Linked DNA regions of Mus musculus: all the other regions are linked to region 2. The links are chromatin contacts, called in public ChIA-PET, HiChIP or PLAC-seq and promoter capture Hi-C maps. All regions are on one chromosome and are shown on one strand. Each heading gives the region's core, a stretch centred on a gene start, on an enhancer-like site or on the middle of the called end of the contact. The rest is flanking DNA. Distances are from core to core; before and after follow the strand shown.

The links. Promoter capture Hi-C pulls out the DNA fragments that hold promoters and counts their contacts. ChIA-PET counts read pairs in DNA pulled down with a chosen protein or histone mark. HiChIP or PLAC-seq counts read pairs in DNA pulled down with a chosen protein or histone mark.
Region 1: an H3K27ac HiChIP or PLAC-seq map of extraembryonic endoderm stem cells shows a contact between it and region 2, with 6 times the contacts expected there. The contact joins the promoter of Slc22a21 here to the promoter of Fnip1 in region 2. A contact is called at or near these places in 11 of 39 promoter capture datasets (the 3T3-L1 cell line, 3T3-L1-derived adipocytes, cranial neural crest and 4 more), 4 of 484 Hi-C or Micro-C datasets (cortical neurons and embryonic stem cells) and 8 of 115 datasets of contacts at active chromatin or transcription factors (bone marrow-derived macrophages, craniofacial prominence, embryonic stem cells and 4 more).
Region 3: a promoter capture Hi-C map of hippocampal neurons shows a contact between it and region 2, with 2.1 times the contacts expected there. The contact joins the enhancer-like site here to the promoter of Fnip1 in region 2. A contact is called at or near these places in 3 of 39 promoter capture datasets (embryonic stem cells, hippocampal neurons and maxillary cranial neural crest), 1 of 484 Hi-C or Micro-C datasets (cardiomyocytes), 5 of 115 datasets of contacts at active chromatin or transcription factors (embryonic forebrain, embryonic stem cells and forebrain) and 1 of 9 other capture datasets (embryonic stem cells).
Region 4: a FOXA1 HiChIP or PLAC-seq map of pancreatic cancer cells shows a contact between it and region 2. The contact joins the promoter of Slc22a4 here to the promoter of Fnip1 in region 2. A contact is called at or near these places in 3 of 39 promoter capture datasets (cranial neural crest, hippocampal neurons and neutrophils), 1 of 484 Hi-C or Micro-C datasets (myeloid progenitors), 9 of 115 datasets of contacts at active chromatin or transcription factors (bone marrow-derived dendritic cells, bone marrow-derived macrophages, embryonic forebrain and 6 more) and 1 of 9 other capture datasets (adipose tissue).
Region 5: a contact with region 2 is called in an RNA polymerase II ChIA-PET map of memory CD8 T cells, with 11 read pairs. The contact joins the enhancer-like site here to the promoter of Fnip1 in region 2. A contact is called at or near these places in 2 of 484 Hi-C or Micro-C datasets (B cells and embryonic stem cells) and 4 of 115 datasets of contacts at active chromatin or transcription factors (craniofacial prominence, embryonic limb bud, embryonic stem cells and 1 more).
Region 6: a FOXA1 HiChIP or PLAC-seq map of pancreatic cancer cells shows a contact between it and region 2. The contact joins the enhancer-like site here to the promoter of Fnip1 in region 2. A contact is called at or near these places in 1 of 39 promoter capture datasets (pre-B cells), 3 of 115 datasets of contacts at active chromatin or transcription factors (embryonic stem cells, memory CD8 T cells and pancreatic cancer cells) and 1 of 9 other capture datasets (adipose tissue).
Region 7: an H3K4me3 HiChIP or PLAC-seq map of embryonic forebrain shows a contact between it and region 2, with 4 times the contacts expected there. The contact joins the promoter of Pdlim4 here to the promoter of Fnip1 in region 2. A contact is called at or near these places in 3 of 39 promoter capture datasets (frontonasal cranial neural crest, hippocampal neurons and stem cell-derived epiblast-like cells), 4 of 115 datasets of contacts at active chromatin or transcription factors (embryonic forebrain and embryonic stem cells) and 1 of 9 other capture datasets (embryonic stem cells).

What each region holds. Positions count from the first base shown.
Region 1 is chr11:53,978,206-53,982,414 of GRCm38.p6, forward strand. It overlaps Slc22a21 (solute carrier family 22 (organic cation transporter), member 21), which reads right to left and starts at 2,128. Exons shown (of 10, transcript NM_019723.3): 1 at 1,260-2,128. The coding sequence starts at 1,652. It overlaps Gm30927 (predicted gene, 30927), which reads left to right and starts at 1,826. Exons shown (of 4, transcript NR_168634.1): 1 at 1,826-2,132; 2 at 3,104-3,192; 3 at 3,755-3,827.
Region 2 is chr11:54,435,966-54,440,061 of GRCm38.p6, forward strand. Fnip1 (folliculin interacting protein 1) reads left to right here and starts at 2,214. Exons shown (of 18, transcript NM_173753.4): 1 at 2,214-2,423. The coding sequence starts at 2,332. LOC115487771 (a long non-coding RNA gene) reads left to right here and starts at 2,430. Exons shown (of 2, transcript XR_003949675.1): 1 at 2,430-2,942; 2 at 3,666-4,096.
Region 3 is chr11:54,120,649-54,124,816 of GRCm38.p6, forward strand. P4ha2 (procollagen-proline, 2-oxoglutarate 4-dioxygenase (proline 4-hydroxylase), alpha II polypeptide) reads left to right here. Exons shown (of 16, transcript NM_001136076.2): 10 at 4,009-4,079. Among named protein-coding and RNA genes, the nearest start is that of Gm12223, 19 kb to the right of the region's middle. Within about 2 kb of position 1,908, at least 62 of the 459 cell types and tissues checked have an H3K27ac peak or open chromatin away from gene starts, as enhancers often do. A contact at or near this core is called in forebrain and hippocampal neurons, where this site is marked.
Region 4 is chr11:54,025,789-54,029,821 of GRCm38.p6, forward strand. Slc22a4 (solute carrier family 22 (organic cation transporter), member 4) reads right to left here and starts at 2,316. Exons shown (of 10, transcript NM_019687.4): 1 at 1,796-2,316. The coding sequence starts at 2,188.
Region 5 is chr11:54,843,817-54,847,778 of GRCm38.p6, forward strand. All of the region lies in intron 4 of Lyrm7 (LYR motif containing 7), which reads right to left. It also overlaps the pseudogene Gm18818. Among named protein-coding and RNA genes, the nearest start is that of Gm31490, 14 kb to the right of the region's middle. Within about 2 kb of position 2,160, at least 127 of the 459 cell types and tissues checked have an H3K27ac peak or open chromatin away from gene starts, as enhancers often do. A contact at or near this core is called in B cells, embryonic stem cells and memory CD8 T cells, where this site is marked.
Region 6 is chr11:54,934,644-54,938,670 of GRCm38.p6, forward strand. It overlaps Tnip1 (TNFAIP3 interacting protein 1), which reads right to left. Exons shown (of 19, transcript NM_001199275.2): 5 at 3,304-3,422; 6 at 1,818-1,898. Among named protein-coding and RNA genes, the nearest start is that of Tnip1, 26 kb to the right of the region's middle. Within about 2 kb of position 2,033, at least 149 of the 459 cell types and tissues checked have an H3K27ac peak or open chromatin away from gene starts, as enhancers often do. A contact at or near this core is called in embryonic stem cells, memory CD8 T cells and pancreatic cancer cells, where this site is marked.
Region 7 is chr11:54,067,064-54,070,744 of GRCm38.p6, forward strand. It overlaps Pdlim4 (PDZ and LIM domain 4), which reads right to left and starts at 1,954. Exons shown (of 7, transcript NM_019417.3): 1 at 1,777-1,954. The coding sequence starts at 1,869.

The DNA.
Region 1 (4,209 bases), core at 878-3,377, 460 kb before region 2:
AGTGTGATACTTGTCTATGCATATGTGTATAGACATGAATGTCTACATGGAGACTAGAGGAATACAGTGGGTGTTCTGCTTTATTCATTTGAGACATGGTCTCTCACTGAACTGTGTTGCTGTGTCTGGCTTTTCTTTCCATGTTTTTACAAAATATTATTTTAAAAAAATGTGTGTATGAGTATTTGTCTATGTGAGTGCATGTTACATGTCCTGAGCAGAAGACGGTGCTGGATTATCTGAGACTGGAGTTACAGGTGGTAGAAAGCTGCCTGGTGTGGGTTCTAGAAACTGAACTCAGGTCCTTTATATGAGAACCTCTTTAATTCTTTCCTCCATTTTTTTCCCCAAGGGGCTTGTATCTAAAATTAGGTCTTTCTTTATGATTGAGCAGTAAGCACTCTTATCCACTGAATTATCTCTCTAGCTCCAAAAAGTACCTCTTGACCTCATACATAATGAGGATTATTTTTCTATTATGGGGATAGAGGAGTGGGTACAAACCCCAGGTGCCCAAGTCACTAAACACATCCACATGCACCATTAAACAGCATGTCACATCCCCCAGCTGAGTGACTGAGAAATGTCAAAGTCACCCAAGAATAAAGTGTAAGGGAATGAGGAATTAGGTTTCCATCGCTCTTCAGAGTAACCTTACATGCCTTACCTAACCTCTTCAGTGATCTTGTCCCAGAATACTGTGGAAAAGACTCCATACCAACAAGTCACCCTGGATAGATCTGCAGACACATGGGTCCTTAAGAAGTAACAATCCATCGCTGGCAAATGGAAAACAGTTTCTCCTGGGGCATGGCAAGACTTCATTTTGGGGTAAGGATAGGTGAGGGAAGAAAGAATAACTCCAGAAAGGGTAGAGAGTTTGGAACACACGTTTCTTTAACTTTAAAAAGTTCTGCAAAGAGTCTTTCCTTTCTGAACAGAGGCTAAAACCTGTGGTCTCTTCTCTGGAGCAAGTCTGAATCCGGCCCCTCTGAATCACATCACTACCTCGAGAAAGTCCCACCACTCAGGGTCTCAGGGCATCTCCTAGGGGCAGAACCTTCTGGACTCTATCTTCAATGGGACCCTATGGACGGATGGTCTGCCAGACATTTGTCCTCTGAGGGGCGTACTATGGCTAGAAGTCATCTCATAAAATGTTCTTAAAGGATGCTCATCACCAGGGAGCTTGTGGTTAAACTAAGGAACAACCATTGCCTGCGATGTCACCAGACCCTGACAGGGGGGCTGTCACCTACCTCTGTCACGATGGTGGACAGGAAGATGTCCTTGTCGTACTCCCAGCCATCCAGGCAGTTCTCCTGCTCCAGCTGCTCCAGGTCCACGTCCCGTCCCGGCTCCAGCCCTAGCTCAGAGAAGTTGGCGATGGTGGCCAGTCGGTAGCGGCGGCATTTCTGAGGCACCTCTGGTCCGTCCTTCGTCTCCATCGGGATACTGTGGTTGCGCCACGCGCTGCTCAGGTTCACGGTGTCTGGTATCCGGCAACGGTGCTCCGGGATCGCCGTCAGGAACACGGCTGACAACCCAGTAAAGCCATTGGGGATGATGCTGGCGCTGAGCAGGAAGAAGATGAGGCGCTGGAAGGTCCCCCACTCGCCCAGGAAGGCGGTCACCTCGTCGTAGTCAAGCATAGAGTCGGCAGCCCACGGCGTCCCGCCGGGAATCCGAGGATACTCGGGCGCAGTGGGCGGCGCACGGTTTGTCCGTGCACGCGGAGCACCAGTCACTCGTCGAAGAGGAGTTCGAGAAAGCGTCGGGAGACGTTTTCCACACGGAGAAGCTCGTGAGTTCCTCCCGCCGCCTCAGACCCCGCCAGCGCCAGAGACACCGAGGACGTGAGGCCATGATGGACTCCGCGCGGAGTCTGGCCTAGACTGCAAGGCCGGCCGTGCAGTCCTGAGGCGAACCGTGGGGTGGGCGCGGCAGGAGTCTGAGTGATCCGTAGTGGGCACTGGACGCGCCTGTACGTGAGGCGGGTCTGGTCCCGGTCTCCGAGCTGGCTGGACAGTGCGGAAGCGGGATGGAGCCTGGCTTCAGAACTGCGCGGGTGTGAGGGAGCCTAGGAGTCCCTTGCCTACTACTCTGAGCTGTTCGCTGAGGAACGCCCTGAGGTAAAGTCCTTCCCAGTCGAGAGCAAGCGAGTCGGGCTGGGGGCGGGGCCGCTGTAGTCCCCGCCCCGAAGCTGCTGCTAGAGGGAGGGACGGGTCTTCTCAAGCCACACCCCCCGAGCGAGTCGGGCTGGGGGCGGGGCCGCTGTAGTCCCCGCCCCGAAGCTGCTGCTAGAGGGAGGGATGGGTCTTCTCAAGCCACAACCCCGAGCTGGTCCCCAGGGCTCCTTTGGGGGAAGTTGTGACCAAGCTGGGTGTTGACTTGGAGAAAGGCGTAGGATTTCGGTATGAAACACCCTCTCAACTTTTTGTTATGGGTCAGAAAGGGATTGTATCCCACCAAAAGTCTTCTCCTTCAATGGACCTGAGTTCAATTCCCAGCACGCATTGGAGGCTTACAACCTTCTGGTAACTCCAGTTCCGGGGGAACTAATCCCCTTTTCTGGTCCCCTGTCACATATAGTGCACAGACATACATGCAATCAAAACGCCCACTCACATAATGTCATATTATAATAATCATTAAGAGATTGAGACAAATTTTGAGGCTGTGGTCATGAGGCTGTGGGCAATGAATTTCAATTTCTAGGCTCTGTTCTGTGCTTTATGTTTTTAAAGATTAAGAAATCATTCAGTTATTCATCAAATCGACTTAAGCAAATATAAAAATTTAACTTCAAGATTAAGGATCTTAGTCTAGGATTATACCCTCAAATTAGTTATTTTTTACAGTTAATTCAGGAGCTGACTGGTGATCTACATAGTTCCAGGCCAGTCAGGACTACACAGTGAAACCCGTCTTAAAACAAACACAGAGCCTTACAATGAAATCCATTGTTTTGTGCAAATAGTATTTCCTAAAATTAAAAAGATAAGGTATAAAAATAGCAATTGTGTAATTCTAAAGTAATATTGTCAAATGAAATGAGAAGTTACATTTATAATTTTATTTATTTATTTATTTACTTATTTAGATGGGGCCTACTGTATTTCCCTGGCTTTACCTGCAACTTTGGTCACAAATGACCACCTGCCTCATCCTCTCTAGTAGCAGGGACAACAGGTGTGTACAGCAGATGCACATTATCATTAAAATTGTCTTGGTAGCTGTTGTATTCGTAACTTTTCTGGTTACAGAGACAAAAGCAATTTAAGGGAGAAGAGGTTTGGGCTTGTGCTTAGAGGGTAGAGTCGGTCACTCTGGGAAGGCCGGGTGGCAGGAGTCAGCTTGTCACAGTCGCCTCAGTCAGGAAGCCAGGAGAGAGAAATGCTGGTGCTCAGCTTGCTTTCTCTCCTCTTACTTAGTCCTGGACCAAAGGCCATGGAACAGATGCTGCCTCTCTGAGGGTCACTCTTCTCACTCCAACTAATGAGATCTAGAAGCTTCCTCACAGACACCTAGAGGTTTCTCTCTTAGGTGATTCTAGACCCTGTCAAGTTGACAACAATAATTGTCACAGCCATATTAATAAAATGTCCAGATCTAGTAAATAAAAATTTTACGTGGTCAGATTCAAGTTTTGCATAAAGAACTAACAATTTGAAGTATCGTTACATATTGGTACTTGCAGGGACATGTGAGGTTGAGATGTAAGTGGCTGTCCTGTGTTCTTTCTCCCTGCCAGTGCTCATAGTAGAAGCCTTTAGAGCTGGGGTGTGGCCTCACATGCACCAGACCTTGGATTGGATCCCAGTTGTGTAAGAAAAGCTTTTCCTTAAAGAGTATGGAATTAATTGTAAGACTATGTTATTATTTTATTATTAAGTTGGCATGGAAAGTATTGAAATGCATTTGATTCTTATTAAAAATCACCAATCCCTGTCTTTCATATTAAGTCTTGGGACTTCGGTGTGTATCTTATAGGATGTTTCTGTTGAATCTAGTGAAGTACACATTTAAATACTCAGCAACTACTTCTAGGTAGTGGCTACCCTGTTGGGTGGTATTATTTTAAGGCCTTTAAAAATAAAATATAAATAAAATAAATTTTTAAAAAATTTGGGTTGTTACTAATAATTTGAACATTACATGATGTTTCTGTCTTAAGAAAGTGCATTTCAATGCTTCTTTGTTTTCTCC
Region 2 (4,096 bases), core at 964-3,463:
TGCTACATCTTTATCTGCAGGCAGAGAGAGAGAGAGGGAGAGAGAGAGAGAGAGAGAGAGAGAGAGAGAGAGAGAGAGCGCACTGGTCCTTGTGTGGCCTTTTTGAAACCTCAAAGCAAACTCCAGTGATACACTTTCTCCAACAAGGCCACACCTATTCTAAAAAGGCCACATCCCCTAATCCTTGTAATCCTTTCAAACAGTCCCACTCTCTGGTGACCAAGCATTCAAGAGTATGAACTTATGGGATCCATTTTTATTCAAACCACCATACCCAGGAACTTTTGAAATGAGCAGTTTACAAAGGACCTATGAATAAAATCTAACTATTGCACTACATTCTCAGAAAGACCTTCCTGTGACATAATTTCATTGTTTAGTTCATTAATTGCGTAACACTAATCACTTTCTGCAATTACCTTACCATTTACAGTCTTCTTGCTTATAAAATTAACTTTTCTGTTGTTAATGTTGATCCCCAGTATACAGAACTTAAATTTGTGCAATGAGCAAATTTATTTTTTGATTCCCTGTGTAGCCATGGCTGTCCTGAAGCTCACTCTGTAGACCAGGCTAGTCTCAAACTCACAGAGATCCACCCTCTTCTGCCTCCAGAGTGTTGAGATTAAGAGTGTATGCCACCACTGCTTGGCTGCAAATTCTCGTTTTAGTTATCTATAATTAGTGCTTTTTAAATGTCTTGTGTACTGGAGCGGTGGAGACAGGAGAGTGAACTGGAGACTTCTCCCTCCTCCTCCAACACCTTCAGAAGGCAGCTCTGGAGATGAAGTGCTTGCTGTGTGAACAAGAAGACCTGCATTCCATTCCCAGAATCTACTTCAAGGATGGGCAAAGGAATGCAAGGTTGTGATTCTTGTGCTGTCAAAGAAGATGAAGCAGAAAGGTCATCCTACACTACTTGGTGAGCTCCAGGCCAGCAAGAGACCCTGTCTCAATAAATATAAAAAAGTCTTGTAACATGAGACTTTGTAACATGTTGTAACAGCTCAACATGCTGACCAGTGATAAATTATTAACGATATAAAAATATCCTGCTAATTTTTCTTTTATTCTTTTGTTTTGTTTTCTTGTTTTGTTTTTTCGAGACAGGATCTTTCTGTGTAGCCCTGGCTGTCCTGGAACTCACTCTGTAGACCAGGCTGACCTTGAACTCAGAAATCTGCCTGCCTCTGCCTCCCAAGTACTGGGATTAAAGACGTGTGCCACCACTGCCCGGCATTTTTTCTTTTTCCCATGTAAATAAGGGCTACTTATTTATTTTTTTTCAACTGCAGATCAGCTGACAACTTCTTAAAGATTTGGTTCCTATGTCTAGCTAAGTGAAATTCTCAAGCGTCTTTGTCTACCCTTGCAAACATACACCAGTATTTCCCCACATTCATCCACATTTCTCAGAGAACTTCATTCCACTGTACGAAATCCCTCATCCTGGTAAACGGATGACGAATTTGATCTGAACACTGATGGTTTGATAAGACTGGAAGGATGTTCGTGAGCTGTATTTTCCGTTTTGAGAGCAGTCTTGCCATTTGGTAACAATGTTACAGTTCCTCCTTTCCTCATACCCAGATATTAAAGATATACAGCTTTGTTTCATGGAAGTTCTGATTGTCTCTCTTAGACATTTTGCTAAACTTCTTGTTTGGTGATGAGGATCAAACCCAGGGCCTCTAACTACTGAGCTCTTTAACCGCAGTCTTTCAAATTCTAAATACTTAGCATAAAGGGTTAGATATTTTTAGATAGATGTCTTTTTTTTTTTTTTTTTTTTTTTTTTTTTTTTACGGCTGCTTGCCTCTCTTGGTTTTGCTTGTGATCTTTTTGGTTACCAAGGAGATCGAGCCTGAGCCCCCAGTCGCTAGATCTTCCTAGAGACTAAGTGCGGGCGTCAATGGAAACCGCACCTCAAGTCACAGACCTAGGTCTCCTCCTAGAGCCCTAGCAGTTTGGGAGGGTCAGAGGCGGGCCTGGGTCCCAGAGGCTTTCTCTTGCCACCCAGCCGCGCGCGCCCTCGCACGCCCCGCCCCGTGAGAGGCCGCGTGACGGACCCGTGAGCCAGCCAATGGCAGGCGGCCCCGCCTCCCCACCCCCACCCCGCCCCCCGCTCAGTTTGCTGCCACGTGATACGGCTCGTCGCCAGCCAATCGCCGCGACCTCAATCTCGCGCTCCGCCCCGCGCGCCGTGGCCGTTTGAAGTGACTAATTTCTGTCATATGACTGAGGCGCCCATGGGGGTGGCGGGGTGGCGGTAGGAGCGGGGGGCCTCCTGCGAGCTCCCAGCCGAGCGACCCCAGTCTTGCGGCGGCCAGCATGGCCCCCACCCTGTTCCAGAAGCTCTTCAGCAAGCGGAGCGGATTAGGCGCGCCGGGACGAGACGCCCGCGACCCGGACTGCGCGTTCAGGTGAGGCGTCGCGGGCCCCCGAGGGGTCGCGGCCTCGGGCGGGGCGTGCGGTCCCCTGCCCTCTTCGCTAGGCTGTTTATGCCCCGCCCGCGCCACGCGCCGCGTCCCCAGCCCCAGCACGGCGGCCTCGGGAGGCTGTCGGTCCGCACGCTGCCCGGGCTGCGACCTCACCGCAGGCCTCCGGGGCCCGGCCGGGAGCTGCTGTCTCCCTGTGATCCGCAGCCCTCGGGTGGCTTTGTGCAGACTGTCGCGCGTTCGGCCAACCTGCGGAGCACTGAGGAGGCTGGAGGAGCGAGTGGGCAGGCTGGCGGTCTGTCAGGCTTCTTGGAAACTAAAATTGGAGCTGTGCAGTTCTCTTGCCGAGCGACCTTAGTGTTATCGAAGGAGAAATGCGAAACCGAAGTGGTTAGGGTTACTACTGACCAGACTCGAGGAGGACTTGCGGTAGAACTTACTGTCGAATTTTCTTTCCCTTCTTACACCTGTTACTGAAAAGGAGTTTCTTGCAAATGGAAAACGGTAGCTGTGTGTGTGTGTGTGTGTGTGTGTGTGTGTGTTTGTTTGTGATTGCATGCTTTGTTTCTTTCTGATTGCAGTACCTGTTGCTGGTACAGTAACTTTTTAGAATTGTCAGATATATAGAAGCTTAGCTCAATGGTTAAATTCAGCCGTGGAATTGTATTTGAAGAAGATATTGTTTTGTCTTCCATAATGCGCTATGGAAACTTTCGCATGTAACTAGGCCAAATGTCACATATCAGACAAACTTGGCTGTATGGCCGAGAACTCAGTTGTACAGTAATAGTAAAAGGGAAACAGTGTCAAATTTTGCAGCAAGCCCAAGTATCAGATGACTGCACTACATAAGTCTTAGAGGCTTTAATATTTTTCAAATTATCCACGCTGTCAATAATACAGATCCCATCAGGAAACAATGTGTGAGATTGAATATCAAATGGCAAGTAATTTAACTGATATTTAATGGGAGAAAAAGGTCAGTTACCGTTTTGGAAACAAGCTTAACAAAAGAATTTTCATGGCAGTGGCTTTTCTTCGTAATGGGAAGTAAATGTCTTGTGCCGTAGTCATCTGACAGTTGTTTTTCCTTTGAAAAGCGAAAGTGCAGATAACACCAGATAATACACCGGGACACCTAGGAAAACCAGAGACCCGGGAAGCAGCCTCTGGAGAGAGATTTAAAAGATAACATTTGAATAGACCACTGTTTCTATTTCTGTGCAGAGACTGACTTTGGGTAACCAAGATTACAAGAGTCTCAATTTGTTAATGTGACCAAAATCTACTTTTTGAGTAAGTGTTCTATATGGTTGTGTAAGACTTTACTGCTGCCAAAGAACTTTCCCATCAGTTATCTCATTTCACAGTAACCTTGTGAGATAGAGCAAGTAGCAATGTAGAGATGACTTTATAATCCTTTTTCCAGCGTGGAAGCCCAATACCTGCAGTTCATCGTGAAAACTTGCTTTGAAAACAAGATGTGTACAAGTGTAATGTGAGAAAATGAGAATTCTGGATCACATACCTAGTGACTTGAGATCTAATTAATCCAGCTTTTAAAATTTCCTTGATATATAATTAAAATACAATAAAAGATGAATACACGGGGAAGGTTACTGTCCCATGAGGGCTGACAGACAAACACAGTTTATACT
Region 3 (4,168 bases), core at 658-3,157, 320 kb before region 2:
GGGGGAGGACTGCAGTGATGGGGGAGGACTGCAGTGAGGGGGAGGGCTGCAGTGAGGGGGAGGCTGCAGTGAGGGGGGAGGGCTGCAGTGAGGGGTGATGGGGAGGACTGCAGTGAGGGAGAGGATTGCAGTGAGCAGTGACAGCTGCAGTGAACTGTCTGACTTGGAGGAGGATATACATCCATACAATCTGGATATCCCTCATCTTCTCCATTTATTCATATGTTTACTTTTTCAGTTCAAACACACTTTATACATTTTTTACTAAGCTTAGTAGTCCTTGGTTTGTTTTTGTGAATTTTCTTCTCGGGAGTATTTTAACTGGTTACATTGTTATATTAGTTTACTATTATATGCTAAATTATTTACATCTATCTATCTATCTATCTATCTATCTATCTATCTATCTATCTATCTATCTATCTAATGTATATGAGTACACTTTCAGACACACCAGAAGAGGGAATCAGATCCCGTTACAGAAGGTTGTGAGCCACCATGTGGTTGCTGGGAATTGAACTCAGGACCTCTGGAAGAGCAGTCAGTGCTCTTAACTGCTGAGCCATCTCTCCAGCCCCTGCATATTTCTTTTTTTTAACATAGGGTCTTATGTAATTCAGGCTGGCTTCAATCTATCAATCTATCTATCTACCTATCTATCTATCTATCTATCTATCTATCTATCTATCTTTCTATCTGAATATGTGGATAACCTTGAACTTCTGACCCTTCTGCCTCCACTTCCCAAGGGCTAGAATTACAGAATTACAGAAGTATAATATTATAGCATTTTCTACAATGCAGGCAATCAAACCCAGGGCCTCATGTGTTAAGCAAGCACTCCTTCAGCCGCTCCATGCTCCTAGCCTGCTATGCCTAACTATTTGTTTTGAAATGTACCTCATGGTGATAATTAGAGTTTATTTTCCCTTGAGAAAATGGAGAAAACTGGCCTGTGTGGACCAGAGGTGGTAGAAGTTAGTCCTTTTTTGGGCCGACTTTCTTGGGTTATCTCAGTAGGATTGTCCTTTGCAAGCAAGAAGATATTTTGCCTTCCTAATACAACTCCTTCGCCTTGACTGTCTTATTGAGCTGCCTGGAACTTCTACAACATTTTTGCAGCAGACATCCTTGTCTTGTTTCTGAGTATCATGGAAATCCAACTGGTATTTCTGCTTTGTATGCTTATTGACTGTTGGTTTTGTATATATGTCAGGTTGATACAATTATTCTTGGATGCCTAGCCCATAGATGACTTGATCCCATTTAATCTCTTCTGAAGAGAACTGTGGGCTGCCATTTCCCCCATGTTCTCCCATCACAGGTCATGGGGAGGGAGGAGTTAGCTGGCTCCTCTGGTCTTTGTGTGTAGTAGAATTGTAGTGACTGAGATGGCCAGGACTTCTGCTCATGAGCAGACCTCAGAGGTTCCTGTATTAGCCTCCAGAACCTTAGCACAGCCTTGGTTTGAAGACCTAGCACATCTGGAGACAGGGTCTTGCTCATGTCACAGATGTCACCGAGAGTCAGTCTAGTCAACGTGTATAGACAACTGTAACCGGGACTCATCTCACTTCCTGGGTCAGTTACAAAGTCCTCGAGAAAAGAAAACTATTTTCTGGGTTTCTAACCGAGAGAGGCACTGTCAAGCCGAAATCTCCAGAGATTCCTTACCTGCCTTAGTCTCAGACATTGAACATTTCTCTGTGTGCATGTGCATACATGAGAAGCATGAATCAGGAAGGTGGCTGGCGTTGGGACAATTGTGTTTTGAACAGGAGCCGTGTGACAAGCATACACATTGGCCGTCATTCACTGACCTCTTCTTTCCGGAGGCTAGGACAGACAGATGCTATTCTGGCTTTGAAGTGGGGCCAATGAGCTTAGCTTGGCTTGTGGAGAATGCCTGGCAGCTGTCTGTGAGTCCCCAGTCTGCTTTCAAAATAGCCCCGTCTGTCCCCAGGGCAGAACACAGCTGCCCAAAGTCTTTTTTCGGGCACCAGGCCAATGCTGAGGCTCCAATGTTTGCACTGTCTAGTGGCGATGGATGTCACCAGGCAGGGATGACTATCCATTAGGCTCAGAGAAGGACCATAGCCTGGGGAACCCGTCTTCGCTGGGTATGCTGGCTGCCATCTTCACATTAGAATGTTATGACGCAAAGTGACCAGATGGGCCAATTTACTTCCTTACCACATTTCCGTTATGGCTCTCTTCTCCATCTCTCTTGTCACCTCCTGTTCCAGGCCACTGCCATCTCTTGCCCTGATCCTTGTTCAAGCATTCTGTTAGTTTTTTCCCCCATTCTGGTCTCTTCTGTGTCACCTTTCCATAAGGTGGCACAATAGTCCTTATATTGTAGCCGTCCCATCCCTCCCTTACATAAGGCTGTCCCTATTTCAGGTTGACCATAAGATGGCAGCAGACCTCATCTCTTCTTCCCCCCAGCCTGTCCTCATCTCACTACATCCTGGAGCCTCAGCCTGTGTAGCCAGTGCCCTTTCATCCCGGGCCTTCCCCGCTGCTGTAATGTACAGGACTCCAGGTGCCTGGTACCCTAACCTGTACCAGTAGAGGGGCACGGTCCTAAGGAGGAAGGACCAGGGGGTTCAGAGATAAAGAAGATAGAACAGGTGGGCTCAGGAGGTCTCGAATAAGATATGTCTTTTGTCACACAGCTTTTAAAGAAGTTTGGCACCGTATATACTGTTTTCAGGGTATAAGTGAGACAGTGCCACTGAAAAGCTATCCTACAGTATGACAAAGTCAGCAGGAAGCTAATCAGGCAGTGTTGCACAAGGGGAATACAGGGCATCAGAGAGGAGCACACAAATTTGGGACTGACAACTATAGGCCCCTAGGGTGGGAAGGGTTTGGTTTTAGGATCCAAAGCTTCAGCTCCCCAAGGCCAGGGTCCCAGGCCATTACTAAGCCCACCAAGACTCAGACATTCCTTCCACACATGAGAGCCTCAGAGAATAATGACTTGGATCAGCCTGGCTCTCCACCGTACCCATCCACTGCAATCCTTTGGCTGCTCTCCCACGGGACATTACAGCTCACCCGTGAGCTTTTAGTAGTATGCTACAATTACCTGACCGGTTTTCTACTGTCTCCACTTGACCAAGTTATATGATGGCAGACGTCATGTCTCGGTCACCCAGCTTAGCACCTGGCACACAGTAGGTACCAATCAAATAGTTATTAAAAGCAAGAGTCAGCAATATTCTGTTTGGCTCATCTGTACTTCTGTCTGGACATGTCTTCCTTACCAGGCCCACATCATCTGAGCCCACTAGGACAGTCCACACCACAGATAAGGTATCTGTATCCTGCTGTAGACACGTCTATCCCTGCTGGCAGTACTTGCTAAGCCTTTATACGGAGACTGGGAACTAGGGTAAAGGGTGTGTGTATGTGTGTTTGTGTGTACGTGTGCACATGTGTGTATGTATGGTTTGCCCATAATGGGTGGCTTCTGCACCCACATACTTCAGATTCCTGCTGTTTACTTTGTTGACTCTAGGAGGGCCCCAAGAGACTGGAAACTGTCTCCTTGCTGAGTAGTGGGAGCCCAGCAAGGCAGGAGGCACAGCAGACAGTATTTGGATAGCTTCTTGGCAGAAGGGTGGGAAAACTTGACCAAGTCAAGAGAAGCCTCAGGTTGAGTCTGAGTGTTGTGGAATCATCAAAGCCCAGACTATTGTGTGGGCCTGTCAAGGAAGGCCTTGTTCAGGGAATATAAATGCATGAACCAAGCAGAGTTCATAAGCACAACAGTGCCGGCAGCATAGACCTGATAGGTGGTGGGGGTGGGGGTGGGGGTGGGGGTAGTGAGCAAGGAGGGTGTGCCAGGCCTCTGAGCACAGAGGAAAGTGGAGACTAGACTATAGCATCATGGGACCTTGGCTAGAGTCAGTCTCTGCAGCCGTCGCCCTACTGTGTGCCCTCCGTGTTCTCTGGGAAAACACCAACACCAAGAAGGATTCCTCTCTTTCTCCCTTTCAGCTTGCACGAGCCACTGTGCGTGACCCCAAGACAGGTGTCCTCACTGTTGCCAGCTACAGAGTTTCCAAAAGGTGAGTGGTGGGATGGGGTGGGGTAGCTGGTCAAGCCCAACCCTGGAGCTTCCCATAGGATGCAAGAGCATGCCAATGCCACCTTATCC
Region 4 (4,033 bases), core at 1,066-3,565, 410 kb before region 2:
ACCTCCCAACTTAGATGCAGGGAAATTCCAGATCTGAAGGATGAACTCCCAGGCTTAGATGTCACCGGGCCAGCATAAGTTTTCTGAGTTCTTGCTAAAGGATCACACCTGGAGAGGCACAGCCAACCAGGACCCAAGATAGTCAGGGTGCTAGTGTGAGGGACCCAGAGGCTGTCACTCTCCATGAGCCCTGCCTCCTCCACAGCTGCCACCCTTGACTAGGTGTTCTTTTGTAATAGTGACTTCCATAGCTTTCTCCCAATCTTGCTTTCCATAGCAGCTAGAGCAAACTCTAAGAACAAGGGGTTTGGAGAGTTGATATTCATCTGTAGTTCTCTTTAGGAGGCAGAGGCAAGAGGATCCCTGTGAGTTCAAAGCCATTCTGCCTTGGTGATGCACTGAGTTACAGGCTAGACAAGACGATATCCTGTGGCCTTGTCTCAAAAGAAGAAAATAAAAACATACACCCTAGGTTTGCTATTTCCACAGTTCTCAAAATACAGTCAACATTTCAGAATACCCAGAAGCTGGCTGGTCCTAGAGGCAGTTCTGGTCTCTTACCCTTCCCTGAATGCCACCTACGGTATCAACAGGGCTCTTATTCCCAGAACCAGTCACATTCTTGGCTAGATAGGACTGTCTCTTAGCTCCAGATTTGCTTCACACTCCTTCCCGCAGTCTATCCAGATCTAGTTATTCCACAAAGAGAAAGGAGTTTATTTACCCAAAGTCACACATAAAACAAGCTATGATTTGAATTTTTGGCTCCTGAAGGCCAACAGCTAAGTAGGGCTGACATCAGCTCTCCTAACAACACAGCTGGCATGCCCACAGGCATCAGAGCTCTGCAGGTGGGACCCACACCCTAGCTGTCTACACCCTGGGGCCAGACACATTTTCTGTTGACTGCTCTGTAGTGCTGAGGGAAAGAGATAAGAAATTGAGGCTGTTGTTCCCAGAGATCTCATTGGGAGGAACCTAGTTGGTTTTTTGTTTAACCAGCCTAGGGAAAAAAAAAGACAGACCAGAAGCAGCAATGGTGGGAAGGCAGATTTTCTACCAGCTTGACCAACAGCAGGTAATCAGTTCTGGGTGATGCTCTTGCCAGAAACAGTGCTTGTCTTATCTGTTATGACCTGGTCCTCAGCAAATACGCAGCAGGAAACTAAGAGGGAGTAGTAGGTCCACATTCAGACTCTGGTGACTTGGGGAACCTATTCCCTGATCACTTAGAGGTAAGGCAGTGGGCTCAGCTGGAGCCTTGATCACCAGCTTACACTTCCCTCAGAAGTACGGGTCTTTCCTTGAGTGTCCAAAGGCCAGGTTCTAGTTTTGACTCCTTACATCCAACCAGTGTCAAGGAAGGGGCTGCTGCCTCTTTTTCGAGAAAGTGGGGGCCTCGACATAGAGGCCCTTCTGTCTCAAGACCCTTCCTTGTGTCCATCAACAGACCACTGTAGCCATTCTCTGTAGCAAGGAAATAGCTATGACTATAAATCAAGACAGTCTGGTTTGGCCTGCCCAGGGAAGCACCAGGGCTCTTGGGAAACTCTGTTGTGAAACTCAGAAAGGAAAAGGCAGTTGATGACAACACTCTCTTTTTTTCATCCCCTCCATGCCACACAGAAATTCATCAGCTCTGAGTGTGCGCTGAGAATACACTCACAACCCCACTCTGTGCCTGGAAGTTTTGAGACAGTAGGTGACACTGACCCAGGCACTGTCAGGGGCTGTTGGGGGCACGGATGCAACGGAGTCTCCATTCCCAATGTCCAGCTCCAGCACTACCACCTACCTCTGTCACGATGGTGGACAGGAAGATGTCCTTGTCGTACTCCCAGCCATCCAGGCAGCTCTCCTGCTCCAGCTGCTCCAGATCCACGTCCTGTCCTGGCTCCAGCCCCATCGCAGAGAAGTTGGCGATGGTGGCCAGTCGGTAGCGGCGGCAGCTCTGAGGCACCTGTCGTCCGTCCTTCGTCTCCAAGGGGATGCTGTGGTTGCGCCAGGAGCTGCTCAGGTTCACAGTGTCAGGAACCAGGCAACGGTGCTCGGGGGTCCCCGCCAGGAACACGACTGACATACCATTGAAGCCATTGGGGATGATGCTGGCGCTGAGCAGAAAGAAGATGAGGCGCTGGAAGGGCCCCCACTCGCCCAGGAAGGCGATCACCTCGTCGTAGTCCCGCATGTTTCCACCTCTCCTCCTCAGCTTGCGTGAGGGAGGTGGGTGGAGAGAAAGGATTCAGCGATTGCGGCGCGCTGAGGGGATCTTCCTAGGTGGCTGCGTGCAAACACGCCGTGGGTGCTGCAAAACTCCCAGGGGTTGGCGCGGAGCGCCGGGAAGCCGAGTCCTCTGGACCACACCCCCGTGCGGCTAGGCAGCGAAAGGCCACTGCACTCCACCGATCTGGGCGGAGCTCTCGGGCCGGCTCAGCCTCCTGCTCCGTTCCTTGCACCCAGCGGCCTTCCACGCAGGCCTCCCGCCCGGAATCGGCCGGACAACGCGCGTGCAGCTAGGAGCTCCGGCTTTCTCGGCCCCACGTGGGAGGGAGAGCGACAGGGAGGAGCGTCCCGAAAGCCAGGCCTAGCCCGGAGCAGGAGTTCGTTGCTCCACAATCCCAGCCTGGATTATGAGCAGGCGGACCGGTCAGTTAATCAAGTCTGCGCTCCCAAGAGACCTGTGTGGGGGACAGGAGCGCCACCTCTTCACACACACCAGCGTGGGAACTCACTTATGAACCTTAGCATGGCCGTAGTCCATCACGGGACGGCGGCGGCCCGAGAAGCGTCCTTGGAAAAGCAGGATCCTCACCTTGCAAAGAGGCGACTGTGGACCTGGAGCCAGAAAAGGATGTGCGAGGTCATGCTGAGTCAGAGGCGCGCCCTGGATTAGAAGGGCTGGATCACGGGCCCCTGAGTCGTTCTAGTGTCCTTTCGAAAGATTCCCTGTGGCCTTTATAGAGACACCAGAGGGAAGTCGGCCCACTGAGGGAGCATAGAGGAGTCACCACGCCTGGGCTCGGTGTTTGTCCTTTTGCACTCTCGGGGCACCCGGAGTCCTTTATTGCGGCACGGTGCCAAAGCCTTCTTGGACTGAAAGGCTATTTGCAGAAAGGCCCATTCTAGTCTAGGAACAGAGGGAGGAAGGGACAGAGAGAGGACAAACTGGTGAGATTTGGCCCTCAGAACTGGCAGGGTAACCAAAAGCGGGATTGCCTTTTTTCTCTCTCTGCTCAGTATTCACATCTAAGGTCCTGGGCACAGTGTACAAGCTAGCCCAAGCTAGAGCTGGGCTCCCCTAGCCTGGGATCCACAGGCCTGGAGAGACTGTAAGGCTGAGTAGCCCAACACTTTGCACAAACCGGGTTGTCTCATCAGACTCTGGCAAGGAACTGAAGGAGACTTCTGCTTTTTTCTTTGTTTTTGTTAGTTTCCCCCATGAGTCCTACTGTTAGGCTGACTTCCCACCAGTAACTTACATTTCTTTTCCTGTCATTTAAGCCGCATCTCCTAGTATGCCAGGACACTAGCTTTTTACTTTTGTTCGTTTGAGACAGGGTCTTCGGATGTAGCCCTGGCTGTCCTGGAACTTGCTATGTAGACCTGGCTGGTCTTGACTCACAGAGCTAGCTCTGCCTGTCTCTGCCTCCCAAGTGCTGGGATTAAAGCTGTGCACTTCTGTGCCTGGATCCGTGCTTATTAATCCAGTGAGAGTACTCGCAGGGTTTCTTTACTTCTGAAATGCTTGAGTGGTGGTGTGTTGTGGTCGGAATCTCACTTAGGTTCTGTTCTTCCACTTCAAATTACTAACAAACATAAACAGAGTCAAGAACTAGCTGTTTATTTTTTGAAGAATGATTCCCAAAGAACAAGACTGAAGGACTGAGGAGAGTGAGCAAAGAAGATGAAGCCACCACACAGAATGAAGATGAAGTCACCACAAGACACAGAATTGAGCTGGGCCTTGGCAGGCTGCAGGGTCAGTGCCCACGCCATGCACAGGAACCCTCTTGGAACCTGAGGTCCAATGAAT
Region 5 (3,962 bases), core at 910-3,409, 410 kb after region 2:
TAGTGAAAATACAAGAATCTGAGCTATTACACTGAAGAATAAATTACTAAACCTATCAATATTACTTTAGACTATGCCTAGTTTTGAATAACCAGAAGTCCACCAAACAGTGGTTTAACAAAAGAAGTTACAGTTGGGGGGCTGGTGAGATGGCTCAGTGGGTAAGAGCACCCGACTGCTCTTCCGAAGGTCCAAAGTTCAAATCCCAGCAACCACATGGTGGCTCACAACCACCCGTTGTGAGATCTGATGCCCTCTTCTAGAGTGTCTGAAGACAGCTACAGTGTATTTACATATAATAAATAAATAAATAAATCTTAAAAAAAAAAAAAAAAAGAAGTTACAGTTGGGGGCTGGTGAGATGGCTCAGCGGTTAAGAGCACTGACTGCTCTTCCGGAGGTCCTGAGTTCAAATCCCAGCAACCACATGGTGGCTCACAACCACCCGTAATGAGATCTGAAGACAGCTACAGTGTACTTACATATAATAAATAAATAAATCTTAAAAAAAAAAAAAAGAATAAGAAGCTACAGTTCAAGGCCAGCCTGGTCTACAGAGTGAGTTCCAAGACAGCCAGGGCTACACAGAGAAACCCTGCCTCAGAAAACAAACAAACAAAAAAAATTTTTTTTAAAGGGGGGTGGGAGACTTATTTTTCTTCCCTTTTGAAACATGGCAGGTCTGAGCTAGTAGACGTCCTGGTGCTGCTGAGAACCCAGGCTCTTCTCTCCCTGACTGCAGCCCCCGGTGATCAGCAGTCTGCCTTCCCTCCCTTCTGCTGCCACCACATTTGCACAGCAGGAAGGAAGAACAAAGAGCAGGAGGGGCGCCCCACCCAGACCGTTCCTCCTCTGCAAAACAACGGCTTCCGTGGAAATAACGCGCAGTAGGTAGGTGCTTATAGAAGATGCCAGAGCGTCTGGGAAATCACATTATATCTTCCTTGATGTCCCTCTCTGGACATGAACATGGGCAATAAGCAAGTCACAGAACACTCTCATTTACTACCTGTCCCCAGAGCCTCACCAGGATTCATATTGAGGCTCTGGTTAATGGGCTGGCCTGCTCTACCCAATGGGTCTACTTGTGGCTCACACGGTAAACACTGATGCTGCTTTAGTTAGAAATAAAGGACGGGATGAAGAATAAAAACATGGGATTGGGAATCGTGGTAGTGGTCAGGCCACAGAAAATCCTCATCCCCGGGACAGGAAAAGATAATGACTTAATAACAGAATAATTCCTCAGCCTGCCAATTTGGCACTACCAAATCTAGTTTCAAGAGACTCAAATCCCCCTCTGACCGCACTCTGAGCCACTTCCTGTCCTGGGGAGATGGAGATCTTGGGGAAGACAGCCTCTTTGGGGGGTCTTCAGAAGCTGTCCCAGTCCACTTCCTGTTACTCTGAGTTCAGGAGACCAGGGAAGGCGTCAAGAGTAGACTTAAACCAGACAAGCCTGGGTTCCTTAGCAATGCAATCTTGCTCAGAAATTGGAAACTTCAAGTCTGCTTCCAGAAACACGAAGCCACAAGCAGGCATCCTGACCCAACTGTAAGCACTAAAGACAGTCAGTCATCTTTTAGTAATGGCCACTGCGATTTGCCGTACTCACTTGAGGTTCCATTTAACATTTTAACATTTGTCGAATTCAGATACTTTACTATCAAAGGCTGGAAGGTGCAACTGTCCCTACCAGAGAGCAGCTCAGAAGCAGAGGAACTAACAAAGGAAAGTGGTGTGTGGGATGTGGAACTCTCAGAGAATGAACTGCCATTGTTGTGGAGCAGATTTCAGCACAATGGACGCCATGATGGGCATTCCATTCAGGCCTGGACCCAGGTCAGGGGAAGCGACATCTGCCACAGGAAACAAAAGGACTTCATTCATCAAGGTCCACAGTTCTGGGAAAGTCCCTAACTAAGGTGTGTCTTGAACCTGTGTCCAAGTGGTCTTCCCTGAAGGATGCTTTTCAACAGTTGCTCACCCAGAGACCCTCTTAATGTCCACATGACCTGGAAGTCACAGCAGACTGAGAAGATGCCAGAGCTGACAGACATGTTCCCTATCAGAAAAGCACTCGTTTGAGAAGTCCAGACTTCTGCAGCTTCCAAAATGTATTCCTGTTTCCACGCCTCCAGGCTGTGGGAAAACATTTATCACCATGGCTACAGCTAAAGCAGCTGTCTGTTGGTCACATTAACTTTCAGTCTTCCAACACTGGTAAGTGGTGTGAAGAATCTCCGAAATTGGCTGCTATTGTTTTTCTACTTTACCACAAAGCTACAGCCTTCCATTATGTTATAAAGACTCCTTTCTATAAAGCTGTTCAAGTTCTGACCACGAAGCTACAGCCATGAGGAGAGCTTAGTTTAGGAGTCTCTGGGACTGGACGAGATACTAATCATAGCTGCCAAGTCACAGTGATCGCACCCTGACTAGGCTAGAATGAGAAGAATGTCTGTAAGATTTTACTCCAAGCAGCCAGCTCCAAAACAAAGAGACCAATCTTGAAACTTATCTTAAACAATCAGGTGAGGCTTGCAGATCTGCTACAAGTTGCCCAGGAAACTGATGGGTTTTCTGGAAGTGATTTCAAGACACAGGAGATATTAGGCCCAGCCTGTTAGCATAACACACCTTTAATTCCAACACTGGGAGAGGGAGGCAGGCAGATTCTTGGAATTCGAGGCCAGTCTGATCTATGTAGCAAGTTCTAGGACAGCCAGGGCTACACAGAGAGACCCTATCTCAAAGATAAATAAAAACAAAACAAAACAAAACAAAACAAAAGGAATGTGAGATGCTGCCTTCCCATAGAGGGAGAGAGGGAGGAGATGCTAATTGTACACCAGGAGAAACCCAAAATCCTGTGTGCGGAGGGTCTGCACGGCAGCTGCACAGGTGAAGGAGTCAGGTTTTAGTTCTTGTTTGTTTAGAGAAAGAGTTAAGAGCCTTTACACGGTTCAGTCATCTAGTTTGCTGTGGAAGCTCATCTCACAGTGGGAGGAGGGTGTACCGAGTGCTCTTAAAACACACAAATCCAACTTTGGTAGATAACCAAAAGCTACCTTTTGGAACAAAGCACGGAAGAATCCATCCATGACCTTGCTTGATATTTAAGTATTCTACAACAGGATCCAAAAGTACCCACCAGAAAAGAAAAATAGGCCAAGTAGCCTCCATTCAAATAAGGAACTCCTCAAAGGGAAAAGACACGGGAGAAGGCTCTTAGGCTGCACACATCCAACAAAAGGTTTGTATTTAGAACACACAGAATTCCTTTACGTCAATAAAGAGAGACAAGTGAACAGAGGCTTCAATAGGTACTTTATAAAGAGAACACTCTGACCTGCACTAACTGAAGGTGTTCACGCTTCCTTAGTCAGCAGACAATTGCTAACTAAGGGGCCTGTTAGATGGGTAGAGGTGCATGTCACCAAGCCTGGCACCCCAAATTCAATTTCTCAAACCCACGTGTTAAAAGCTATCTTCTGACCTCCTCTTGTATGTATGTATGTATGTAGATGCATGTGACACATACACACACACACACACACACACACACACACACACACACACACGTCAAGTTGTAATCTGCAATGAGATTTTGCTAACACTCCAGTAGGAGTCTTGAGATTCTTAAGTACATTTTCAATTCCTATAGTTGCAATTCTTCTAACTAAAATAACAAATTATAGAATAAAAAGTAAAGGAATAGACTGAGTCTAGGTAGATAATAAACTTTGCCAGAAAAATTAATGAATATGGGTATATAAAAATGGTTGGCTGGAAGGTGGTGGTGTACCCCTTTAATTCCAGCACTTGGTAAGCAAAGCAGGCAGATCTCTGTGAGTTCAAGGCCATCCTGATCTACAGAGAAAGTTTCACACAGCCAGGGTTACACACACACACAAAACCTGTCTTGAAAACAAACAAACAAACAAACAAACAAACACCTA
Region 6 (4,027 bases), core at 783-3,282, 500 kb after region 2:
TCTAATACTGCAGAGAACCCCAACCTAGTAAACGAAGAGAGAACAGCCTGGGCAGAGTAGTTCAGTACTGCTCTCTCCATTCCCTCTAGAACACTGCTACTGAAGCCACAGCCCTGGTCATACCCACAGCAGTCCTAAGGATCTCAGTGGGACCTTTCAATCCTGGCTCATAGACAGGCGTTAACTAGGCCTCCCAACCTTCTCCTGCCCAAGGCCCCCTGCAAGACCCCAGGGTTCTGTGGACCTCATTTCTATATATCCTGATCTACCCCAAATGTTCACACTCTTCATCACCTCCGGATCCCCTCCTCTAAAATAGTTCACAGACTCACCCAGCAGTTCCCCCCACCCACCCACCCACTTCCTACCCCCAACCACAACCCCCAAGTTCAGGCAAGGAATCACCCAGCAGATTCCTCCCAAACCCCAATACTTCAGGGAATCAGAGAGCAGAGCCACAGGGAGCTACGGTTCCCTCAGGCTGAGACAATGATGTATCCTGACAGAGAACTTGCTCATAGCAGCCCAGTCAGTACATGGCAGAGTGGCAGAGCCAGGCCTACAACTGGGATTTTCTCACTGTAACCCAGGGCTCTAGGACCTGCTAGTGAGCTCTGGGCAACTGAATGCTCGGCCTGTGTCCTATCAGCATCACATTCTAATTAAAAAAAAAAGCAGAATCAGTCTCCAATTGCACGTCCCTTTCCTACCACAAAGGACTAGGAGTGGCCAGGGCTGATCTCTGGAGGTGTATCAAGTGCTCAGGTTTCTCCAAGTAGCCTACAAGCTTCCAGCAGGAGTTGGTGTACTCCTGAGCTGGCGTAGACAGACTTTAATGGAAAAGGTAAGTTATCAGCCCATGACTGCGCGCTGAAACCTTTCTGAGCGAGGGAACCTCGCCTGCTCTCAGTCATGTCTCAGTCCTCAGGGACAGAACAGGACGAGATGCATATGGTCCCAGGAGACAAAACACAGAGCATCCTGACAGGGCGATCCTCTCAGCACTGAAGGTTAAATGCTGGTGTGAGATGGGGTGGTGTTTGCAGGTGAAGGGGAGGCCAAGTAGAGCTGGCATAGCAACAGTTTAATGGTCTATAGTGGGGCATGCTTCATGGTATGGACTTAGGAGAAGAGGCAAGAGGTTTGCCTCACACGAAAACAAAGCAAAACAGAACAGAATAAAGCAAACATTAAATAGGAGGGAGGGATGAGGAAAAGACAGGACTTTAAGGTCTCTGACAAATCTTGAAGATCTTTCACAGCAGCTCTCCAAGTCTGGCATTTTAAGAAAGAACAGAAGGACTGCACGGCTGGACTAAGGTTAAACACTGCAAGGTAGGAATGTGGATTTGAGCAGCCCCTCCGAAGCTGGAGAAACGCGTGCACCCCACTTGTGAACACAAAGTGTAACCTCCGGGCCATCTGCCCCTGGGAGGAGCCAAGGACAAGCACAAAAGGGTAAATCACTCCCACCCCTCCCATCAGCACCAGGCCGACCCTTTCCACACCTACAGACCCAAGAGGCTGAGTCACTGTAACTGACAGAAAGGTGATTGGTCCAGAGGCCAGTGGGGCTGGCAAGTGGCCCAGGCTTTCACAACAGTGGGGTGCCTGTGTGCCCCAAGCTGGGGAAGTCACCAGCGGGGGATTTGCATATGAGAGTAAGAAGCACCCCATGCTATAGCCCCTCTGTGTCCCCCATGTAACTACAGGGGACCCAAGGGATCTGAGTGTCGTGTCACGAAAGGGCAGGTGACAGACAGAGAGGAAAGAAAAGGATGTGCTGGAGGTGGGGGCGGGGATGCCTGTCTGCTCACCATCATGTTCGTAGGGTGGCTGCCAGTTTCGGGTGAATTCTGCTCCTCAGTAGGGACCACTTCAAAGTCCGAGGAGGCGCCCTAGGTAGAAGGAAGTTAGTAGCTGCCCATGATAAACGGACCCTGCCCCCAAGGAAGACAGAAGGGCAAACAGTGCAGAGTTCCTAGAGGCAATAGTCACACACTATTCATGAGATCACCCAAGAACCACAGGACTGCCATCACCCTCCTTGTGATCTGAGGTCATACCCCTCCATGGCCATTATTTATCAGTGAAACAGGGGTGTGGGTCGAGCCAACCTTGAAACAGTATTATTTATTTGCTCTCTCTCTCTCTCTCTCTCTCTCTCTCTCTGTGTGTGTGTGTGTGTGTGTGTGTGTGTGTGTGTGTGTGTGTGTGTGTGTGTGTGTTGGAACGGATGAGGAAACCAAGTTCACAGAGTCAACACACAAGCCAAGACTCTGCACAAGCTGGCAGATCCTGCCAAAGCAACCAAGCTATCTCCTGGGCTCAGGTGCCTCTTGTCACCCTGGCTGGCAGCAGCTACTACAGCCACCACCAAGGGAGGCCCTGCACCAGCCTCACCAACTCAACCCAAAGGTCATCCCAGGAGAGGACTGACCTGAGAACACTAAGGCCGCTCTGCAATGTGTCATCAACCAAGGCGCAGACTTCACTGGCTGTTCAATCAGCTGAGGAGCCCAGAGTTCATCTGAACCTGGCTCTAAGAGACCCTTAAATGTGGCGTGACTGGGGCTGGGGAGATGGCTCAGTGGGTGGAACATTCGCTACACCAGCAGGAAGACCTAACTTGGGATTTCCCAGCACCCATATAAACAGCACAGCTGGGCATCCCTAACTCACAGCTCAGCACGGGAGTGGACAGAGACAAGAGGATCCCTGGGGTACTGGCTTATCTGGAGATGGCAAGCTCTGGGTTCAGTGAAGAGATGTAAGGGATAAAGCAAGGAGCAGGAGACCTGATGCCCTCCTCTGTCCTCACCAGAACACACTCCACGCATATACCTCTTCCTTCATACCCCACCAAAAAACCCCCAAACCAAAAACACCCTCCTGACCTGCTTTCCCTGTCCTGGATGGGGTAGGACAGATGGGAGAAACCAGCCCAGCTGGCCACCAGTCAGAGCCACCATGACCCCATCTGTGGTCTCAGCTTGGAAAAGACCCACCTTCTGACCATCTGAAGGATCTGGCCCTATGATGCCAGGCTACACTTCTCCATTGAGCCTGCAGCACATGGTTTCTGAGCATCTTGGAAGTATGTGTCTGTGCCCAGTTAGTGAGCATGGTCACGTTAGATAGCTCAGGAAATGAGAGAAAACTCCTTGTTTGATCAGGACCTTCCTGGTCATGAGAACCATGACTTTCACCTCAAAATGGCAAGCTGTCCCATCCCAGCGCTCCAGACTGATGTGTGGCGGGAAGAGCTTTAGGTAACCAGTCACAGCTCCAAATGCAACTTACATTGGACGGAGATTTGGAGGCTGGCTCGGGCTTCTCCATGGAGTTTCCCGTGGTGGCGGTGGCGGTGGTGGTGGCGGCAGTGCTGGTAGCAGGATGTACCTGGACCTTTGTATCCTGTCCTGGAAAATCAAGACTGTGGCTAAAGAAACCTAGAAGGGAAGACGCCTGAACCCAGCCCCCAGGAAGATGGAAGCCCTCTGACTGAGTTCCCTCTTGATTTAGAGAAAAGGGAGGCTGTCCCTTTAAGACAAGAAGTCACGTGAAATGCCTGGCCTGGGTAATGGAGTCCAGAGCCTGGGCAGAGACCCCTTTGCAGACCTAGTTACTAGGAAAACTCCAAGGTGGTCATGGTTCTCTGCCTCAGGGATCTAGAAAGAATTTTCAGTTAACCAAGTGCTTTCTTTCGGGTTTTGAGAGAGGCTCATGTAACATATGTTGACCTCAAACTTGGCTTCACGCAGCTCAGAGGCTGGCCCCAAACTCAGTATGCAGCTAAGGATGACATTGGACTCCTTATCTTCTTGCTACCAACTCCCAACTCCAGGGTTACAGGCATGTGCCACCGTGCAGTTTACTCCGAGCAGCTGAATACATGCACACTAGTGAGCATTCTACCCACTGAGCCTTAACTCCCTACGGTGTTCTCATGGCAGCCTCGTAGCATTCCTGTTTTAAAGAAAGGAAACCAGGGTCTGGCAAGGTCATCAACTTGACTAGTCACTCT
Region 7 (3,681 bases), core at 704-3,203, 370 kb before region 2:
CTTAACAATCAGCCACCCACTGTCTGCATGAGGCTGTCCGTTTCTACTGGACTCTGGGTAAGGGAGACTCTGGAAACATAGGAGGGGCTCTGAGAGAACACAGAAAGGATCTACAAGCCCTTTCGTGAGGGCACCCCCACCTATATCACCAACCCCTGTACTCTTGCCCCTGAGGTACCTGCTAGGCAAGTTGTGGCCTGTACCTCCCCAGCTCTGTAAATCTCCCAAATCCCACCCTAACCCAGGCTCAGTTACCCTGGCTCCGTATGTCTGAGCTCCTGCCACATGACTCTGGAGGAAAAAGGGGATTCCTCTCTCCCAAATGGTCCATCAGGGGCCTGCATCTCCTCCCACCAAGTCCCCATCAGTGCCAAACAAGGCCTGGGCAGCCTCTGCTGACGACTGAAGGCCTTTCCCTGTTGGACAGGCAGCCGCGTGGGCAACAGATGTCTTAGCTCTCAGCCGCCTCCAGCAGTCAGCCACGGCCACTGAGCCTGTCAGCGGCCTCACACCCAGGGTGCCTGGCCTGCCGGCTGGCCTAACACCCTCACCGTTCTTTCTTTGTAGATACACAGACCCACCAGGCAGACATAGATGCTCTGCCCCCCCCCCCCCACTTCCCACCCCCAGCGGGGATCTCTAGGGAGAACAAGGAGATGAAAGTCACAGGGATGTGCTGAAGGCATACCTCACTTGGCCCCAGGGACCTAGTGGTAAAGACAGATGTTGGAAGCCTCCTAGGACAGCTGGTCCTGCCTGTCACCCAGGCCCCCATATAGAGGATTCCACAATTCCACACCCACCCAGTGACTACCTCTTCCCAAGAACTGAAAAAGAAATCTCGAAAGCTTAGCCCAGCCTTCAGGGCCAGAAGAAGCAGCAAAGTGGTTCTCCAGTCCCCCGACACACTTCCCCAAAGACTCAAGCAGCCTCTGTGGGGTGAAGGGATGTCCACATCTGTCCCCTCCTTCTGGACCCAGAGCCACTAAGGGCAGAGCCTGGGTTCTCTTCTCTTTTGGCTCCAAGGCTGGGGAATCCCTGCCTCAGGCCGGAGCTCCTCCCTGCTCTATCTTCAGACCAACTCCCTCTCCAGGGCTGTGCCCCCTCCTCTTTGCCTCTGCCTTAGATCTAGGAGCAGGGTATGATCCTGGGACCCGTGGGGAACTGGGCTGAGGCTGTCCTGGTCCATGGCTTTGTGTTGGTTTGTAAGGAGGGGGAACCATGCCTCATTGTCTCCCCCTTGCCTGGAAGCTAACAGTCCCTCTTGGTCACTTCCCCCAGAGTGACTGAGGCCAGAGAGGAGAAACTGAAGTTCAGAGTGGGGAAGTGGGTGGACTTCCGAGGACAGCAAGACCCTCCTAAGGCCACCCGGACCTTTAACAGGGGAAGTGGGTTTTCAGTTACTTTGCCCCAAAACTTCAGGCAGGGTTGGATCTGAGGAGTTTCTGGGCCTCTGTAGAGCTGTCCAGACTCCTGGCCCATGTCTGAGGGTTCTTCCCTGGCCCACAGCAACTTCCCCTAAAGAAACTTAGCAGCGGGAAGTTGGTGTATGAACTCTTGGGGATTCTCACCACCAAACGGGGCAGGCAGGCTGTGCGGGAAGCGGGGTGGGACTGTGTTGCCCTGCTGGAACCCCCCTTCACATTATGTGGGTCACCAAGACCAACACTCTGCTTTCAAGCTTTCGACACGTCGAGGATCTGGGTCCTGGGTCTACTACAAGGACAAGGTCTAAGCCCCGGGACTACCCCGCTGCCCCGCGGGGGTCGGACTCACCCGCGAGATGGTGAGGGGAGCACTGAAGTCCCGGCCGCCCACCAGGCGGAAGCCCCAGGGTGAAGGGCCGCGCAGGGTCACCGAGTGGGTCATCGCGGGCCGGAGCTGCAGCCAGAGCTGGAGCCGGACACGGAGGAGTCGCCGCCGCTGTTGCCGCCGCCTGGCCGCCGCGCCCCGCCCCCGGGCTGCCCGCCCCCGATCCCCCCTCCGTTCGTGCCCGCGCCCCGCGCGCACACCGATTGGTCCCGCGGACTCCCGACCCTCCCACTTTGGGGGCTCCGAGGACCCGCCCCTCACTTTCCCAGGCTAAACCCCGCACCCCCCACCCGCTTATTGAAGCCCCCAGAATAGGGTCCGCTTGGATGTCTGAGTTCTGCCTGGCTGAGGAGCCGAGCAGGCTGTGGAAACTCAGACACTAGGCACCGGCCCTTTGAAGTCGCTTTTACGGGCCGGTGCTCTAGCCCGGGGAGGGATGCAGGACTGCGGTGGCTCTGATGGGGGATGGGGCCGTGCCTTGTTCCCAAACCACTTCCACGTTCTGGCGGGCCAACCTGCCTCCCCACCTTTCAGCGCATGGAACCCTCTGAACACCGGCACACTTAGAACCTTGGGCTTGAGAAGCCCTGGACTAGGGACACAGACCCAAGACAGCAGCAGGCCATGGATCTATTTGGTGGGCTACGGGGGGCGTGGGTGCAGTAGAAATAGAAAGGTGCCCAAACTAGTTTGCAAAGGCAAAGCTGATCTCCTAGAGGAGTTGACCTTTTTCTGGCATCTAGAAGCAAGGCGCATGTTTTTTTTTTCCAGGTACCCCACCCCCCACCCTCGGCTTCTTGGGCCTTGTCTTGTTTCCATCTCCCTTCAGGTCATCTTGTCTGCCAGGGGTGTTGTATCTCTTAGCTTTCTGGAAAGGAGAGCAGGCTGGAGCAGTGCCTGTCTCCCAGTGGAGGAGCAGAAGTATTTGGAGCTCGCCCCCACCCCACTCTCCAGGGCTCCTCTCTTCCCCAAGTCTTCACTTCCAACCACTGTGTGCCCGGATGTCCTTTAACAGCTTCTGGAGGTACAATGGTTTGGCCAGACTACTCTCTGGGTACCTCAGTCTGACCACATCAGCCATCAATTGCTTCTCCATACCCAGAGGAGGCAAGATCCTAGTTAGTCAATATTCTTGGCAACCCTGTGTTCTCTCTTACCCTGTTGTGACATGTGACACGTGAGTGACTCGGACTGTGTGTGTGTGATGCTGATGCTCACAGGGTAAGAGATGAGAGGGACCACTGAATCTCCTACATCTGGAAAAGAGAAGAACTGTCAGAGAGCTACAATGTAGGGGTGTCTGTCCTGATGTCTTCCTGGTGACAAAGAGTAGGACAACTTGAGAGGTACCAAGTAGGAGATCCCAGGCCGCTTGAGAGGTACCAAGTAGGAGGTCCCAGGCCGGGATGTCCTCCTGGTAGGGAGGGTGCTGCTATCCCCTCAGGTGGGAGAGGAGTGACATGGATTGAGTGTGTGACACGGATGCATGCTTGAGTGTGTGGAGAGTGAGAGGGACACACAGATGTTGGGCTCGCAATACTGTGTGGCAGAGGTTTGTGCTCGGCTTCATGCAAACAGGGGTCCCACATTGACAGGCATATGGGAAGGACCGACAGAATGGTCCCTGCATGGTCTCTGGGGGCTGGCAACCAGATGCTCCCAGCCATTGGATCCTTCTAAGTGGAGTAGAAGGGGTTCAACCACCAACCACTGGTTGTCCTGAGGGTTGAATGTAGAGCATGGGCCGTGGTCAGAGACCTCTCATCTGGACCCTCAAGAGCCACAGTATATGTGACAGCAATGAACCTTGCTGCAGGGGAGGTGGGGAGTGGTGGGGAGACGAACATAGTTCTTCAGGAATCTGTGGAA